Regions from separate parts of the Mus musculus genome. Here region 1 is linked to region 2. A link is a contact called in public targeted proximity ligation data. All regions are on one chromosome and are shown on one strand. The core of a region is the stretch at or near the end of the contact, and the rest is flanking DNA. Distances in the headings are between cores, read along the strand shown.

Evidence for each region.
Region 1: a targeted proximity ligation map of kidney shows a contact between it and region 2, with 9 times the contacts expected there. A contact is called at or near these places in 7 of 39 promoter capture datasets (cranial neural crest, frontonasal cranial neural crest, liver and 4 more), 14 of 484 Hi-C or Micro-C datasets (LSK cells, bone marrow-derived macrophages, cerebellar granule neurons and 8 more), 7 of 130 datasets of targeted methods (embryonic basal ganglia, embryonic stem cells and kidney) and 1 of 9 other capture datasets (embryonic stem cells).

What each region holds. Positions count from the first base shown.
Region 1 is chr19:28,750,019-28,752,718 of GRCm38.p6, forward strand. No RefSeq gene overlaps it. Among named protein-coding and RNA genes, the nearest start is that of Gm35922, 8.7 kb to the right of the region's middle.
Region 2 is chr19:28,181,663-28,184,362 of GRCm38.p6, forward strand. No RefSeq gene overlaps it. Among named protein-coding and RNA genes, the nearest start is that of Rfx3, 170 kb to the left of the region's middle.

The DNA of each region.
Region 1 (2,700 bases), core at 98-2,597, 570 kb after region 2:
GAGTGATGGCCAGTAGGTATGGGCAAACAGCAAGACCTGGCTGGGTGACTCAAGAGTGGACTCCTCTAGCTAATGATCCATTTGCAGTGTTCCCCCAGGGGACCCTCTGAACCTTTCTTTTCAACTCTTTCACAGCTGGGCTTCTCCTGACCAAAGCTGCTCCTTGGCCCTGCTTCCCCCATCCCCCCACCATTGTTCTTTTGCCTCAGGAACTCAATAAAACAATTCTTGTAAATAGATTTGATGAACGCCCCCCTTTCCCTCCCATTCTCCAGCGGCAGCAAAAAAAAAAAAAAAAAAAAAAAAAGTCTCAGATTTCCAGGACTGAGCTAAACTCAGTCCTGGGATAGAACCCGAGGGGTCCAAGCTTCCAGGCACCCCACATTCCTTTCCCTGTCCATTTCATAAACACTCCTGGCCTGACCTTACGCTGACCTTGCGAACAGCTTCGGAAGAGTTGGCACCAAAAGTTAGCAAAGACGAGCAACCAAACTTCTTCAACGTAGCATGATGATTTTATTACATCTTAAACCGCCAAGCTCGGTTGAACAGCAGTGGGAATTACGCTGTCTAACTTGATGTTCCTTTCCCACTGGTGAAGGGAAAGATCTTGTAATGTTTGAAAAAAAATTATTTTTTTTGCAAGTTTGGAATGTTATCTCTCCTCTCCCTGTCCAAAGGAAATAAAATGTGCTAGCAGTTTAATGAGAAAAATTCTAAGTGGAATTCCAATGATCAACTGATACACTCTTTCGGGCTTACAAAGCAGAAGCAAGCCGGTGATACGTGGTGATGGGGTCCACGTTTGCTTATATGAAATCAAATCACTGAAGGGGGCCTATCAGGCCCTGTAGTCGCCACAAATGCCAGGAGAGACAACTATCAGGATAGGCAAGCCACTGGACATGAAACCAGCCTCATTTTTCTGAAGCCAGTGGGCAGAGCACATTCTTCTTAACACGGGTTTGCTGTGGGGTTTTTCCGCTCTTTTTTTTTTTTCTTTAATTTTTCCTCTTTTCATTTTTTTTTCTTTCTTTTTCAAGAACATTCTCCCATCTACGGAAGAAAGGAAACTCATTTTTTTTTTCTGCTGACTGGCTTGTGCACAACTGGAAATTATCAAAGAAATCGCTGTATCGTTGATGCAGTCAGAAAACACAGAAAACAGGAAGCCGATTTCCATCTGAGAATGAGGCCTCTCAGCTGAATCTCCCTTTGGGGTTGATGACCACGCTCTTTCCATCCTGGCCCAAGGCCAGTTTTATTAAACTTCTACAGCACCAGCTTATTTTTCAACCTTTCCCAACCAGAGCTTTCCTGATGGATTTCTCTCAGTCATGTGCACGGCTCTGAGTTTGCCGCCAGCAAAGAGTTCCACGGGACCAGGACCTTACCTTCTATGGGCAATGCCTGGCTGGGATTCTTGTGATCAAAAACATTAGGGGGTCTGTGGAAGGAGATGACTCAAGCGGTGAAATGCCTGCCCTGCCAGCCTAAGGATCTGATTTGAAACTCCAGCACCATGACATGAGACTATTAACAATAGTGGGCTAGAGGGAGAAGCATGTGGGCCTTACTGGGCAATCAGCATAGCCCAACTGATGGTCTCCAAGTTTGGTGAGAGATCTTGTCTCAAACAATGTCATGAAGGTTAATACATTGAGTTACAAAGATTCACCATTATTTTTACTAGGGTCTGTTCCAAGTTATGGGGGAGCATGGCAGGACTCCTAGTCCAGTGCTACAGAAGAGCCTTCTGGGATCTTCAAGCCTTGTCTTCAAATTCTCTTTGGAAGCCTTCTTAAGTCAACCAGTCAGGTCTTGTTGTTTGCCCATACCTACTGGCCATCAATTAAAAGCTGCCCACAGTGAGACAAGATATGTTCTCTCCTTGTGGAGAGCAGTGCCCTAGGTAGATTAGCCAGGAGCTGTCCACAGCATTTCCTCCACATGTGACCTCATGGACTCTCAGACAGGGACAGAAGGTATTCTTACCAGGGTCTGTTCCAAGTTATGGCAGGACTCCTAGTCCGGTGCTACAGAAGAGCTTTCTGGAATCTTCAAGCCTTGTCTTCAACTTCTCTTCAGAAGCCTTCCTTTGTTGGCAGGATGCCTATAATCCCTACCAAGAGTGACCTATTAAATACTGAGAGTGATCCAAGAAGGTACCAAATGTTGGCATCAGGCTTGTGCTACGTACCTAAGTACCTACACACATATATGCACACACACCAATGAATATGCGCACATACTGCCCACACACACACAGTTATTCGGAGGGCCATTTAGTCATGCTCATTCAAAGATGATGGTGGGCAGAAGAAGCACACGGGGATTGGGAGACCAGCTGTTCACCATGTGAGTGGAAAACCCCATAAACTCTGCAGACCGAGAGAAGGATCTAGAAAGACCACTTGGAGACGATGGCAAAGCATAAAATGTGCCTAATTTGAAGGAGAAAGAAATGGACTTAAAAGAGTTGGAAGAAGAGAGGTAAAAGAAAATAGCAAAAGAGAAATATAGTAGTCTCTTAATATCTGGGTGAGGTTCATTCCAAGATTCTCCCATGGACCCCTCCCCAATAAACCATGAATGCTCAAGTTCCCCATAGAATGACTAATATCTGCATACAACACACACAATTTTTCTATATACTTTAAAAGCATCTCTAGATTGTTCATGATGCCTAGTATAAGATAA
Region 2 (2,700 bases), core at 4-2,503:
TGTCTGTCTAATTTCTTTCTTCCTCCCTCTCTGTCTCTCTGTCTCTCTGTCTCTCTGTCTCTCTGTCTCTATCTCTATCTCTCTGTCTCTCCCTCTCTCCCTCCTCTTTCTCCTCACTCTCATGTTCCCACATATATGTCTATAATAAACAAGTAAATACTGAGTAAAACAAGACCCTGAGAGAAGCAGGGAGAAGGAAGATCGTGAGGAGACAATGGCGAACAATAGCTGGTTTCTCTTGTCCCTTCATGTCCTGGTACATATGATGATGCCACATACCTTTATCTTCAAGGGTAGGAGAGGGAGGAACAGGCATTACTTACTGGGAGGCCCTCCCTGTCATACCAAGGAATTGAAAAGCATGGCTTTGAACATCAGAACCTACCTCCAAACACCCCCCCCCCCAGTATCTTGTGAAAGTTCTAGACTTTCCAGAGTTTTGAAACAGGAAGTAACCTTTAGTATTGTCTTCTCTTTGAGTTTGAAAGGCCTGCATAGAGCTGGGAGAAGTCTTTATCTGATTGCCACCCAGTGAGGACAGCCCATGATATGCTGTTTTATTTCTGGTAAGCCCCGGAAAACGTGACTCCATTTCTAGAAACAAGAGTGGTTGTGGCTAACCTGGCAGAACACACCGAATGGAAAACAACTTTGAAAACAAGCAAGATAATCAAATTGAAATAATTGAGTTTATTCTTTCTGTCCCTCCTTAGCACTGAACAAAGAAGCCACAGGCTGGTGAGTTTGGGCCACTTTGCCATGGACCAAACCACAGAAATGAATTGTCTTCAAATCCAGTATTATGGCGGCAGTGGTTTTGAAAGCAGGAACCAGCTGTGTCATTCATTCCAGAAATCTTCCAGGGGTTTTATTTTCCCTTTCAAGAAAGCAGAGAACAACAACATTCCTTGCGTTCTTTCATAGAAATGATTGACCAGCCTTGAGGGCAATCCTGCTATGCTACCTTACCCAGTACAGAGGCACTGGTAACAAATCAGAAACTCATGCAACCCCTGTGATCTTACAATGGTATAGGCACAGCACTGTCTTCCAGGGAGTAAGAAGGCTGGCTGCTTCTTCCATGGTCTCTTCCCCAAACTCTCCTCGACCTTACACAGGTCGAGGGTTTTTGACCTTCAGGCATTCTGCCCCTCTTCATTTCCTTTTCCTTTGCCTCTCTTGTCTTGGGCAGACTCTGCAAGGCCGCAGTAGGATAAACAAGTGAAGGTCATTACCCCATTTAGATGGACCGCTGTGAGGAAGGACTGAAAAGGCTGCGGGCGTACGCAGGCAGTGATTCTCGGATCTTCTCACAGCACAGAGACAACAATTTCCCAACAAGCACTATCCTTTGTTGTGCAAATAGATGTAGTTTAGAGATAGACCAGTGTCACAATCACTAAATGATGAACAGTATTATCAGGAAAACGTAGGGCTGTTTCAGCAGTGCTGTGGGTTAGGCAGCACTTAAGATTTATTTGTTTGCTCGTGTTATAAAAACCTATATGCACTGAAGAACTTGAAGAATATAGAAAAAGAAGCTCACCTGGGAAGATAAAAGCATTGCACACCACCCTCTACCAGATAATTGCTCAGGAATATAGTGTGTTTGCTACCTTATATTATATTATAGTCATTTCCGGTATTTACTAGATTTCATTAGAAACTACATAATACACATAAATCAAATATGCAAAAGCACTTATATTTAGTATGTTAATTCACCTCCGTCTGAAATTTATACAATTAGAGGAAATCAGTCTTAAATCCAGTTAGTAACACATCAGCCAAATCACTCATCTACACTGCCTCAGTTTCTCCCTCTGCTCCATCATAGCTGATGGTTCTCACTGTGGGCCTCCAGAGTTTGATCAAATCCACCAAGGCATGGCTTTCTCTCTCTCTCTCTCTCTCTCTCTCTCTCTCTCTCTCTCTCTCTCTCTCTCTCTCTCTCTCTCTCTCTCCCTCTCTCTTTCTCTCTTCCAGAAAAAGCAAACTGCTCGCACCTCCCAATCCTCAAGCCCCCTTGGTTACATCTTTCCAGAGCCTCCAGAATGGAAAAAAATGTGCCCTGTGTCAACATCTCCCATGTTCTGTCTGTGTCACTTCCTATCTTGAGGGGGAAAGGGAGGGACAAATCGGTGACCTCCCCCTTTCTTCCCCTACATTCATATACTCTATCCTTTTCATCTGGTTAATGCTGGTTTTGGAAGCTGACATTTTTGTTTATTTCTTTTGAGGGATATGCAATTAAATCTATAGATATTTCCCCTGTGACTCACTCTCTTTAAGGCTTCACTTATTTCATTTCTAAGCAGTTAACAAAGGCCTACACCAAGGATGTTGCTTACTGTATTGCAACCTCAGTGTTCCCAGCTACTCATTTGAGCATGCCAGCCATCAGTGTGGGATCTGACTTCCTTACTTCCACTAGTGGGATTTTTGGTCTGAAAATATCTTGTTACTATGGGAAGGAAGTGAGACAGGGACCATGCCTACTGACCAAACACAGACACCATTGATTCCTGATTCCCTGTGTTGAGAGTTAGGGCTCACTTCTTAACGCACCTGCTGGAGGCTCCATGACAGGAGATTGCCACACTGTGCATTAGAGCAGCAGCTGAATGGTAGGGTCTCCCCAGCATTTAATATATGTACTGGCTGGTTTTGTGTCAACTTGACCCAGGCTGGAGTTATCAC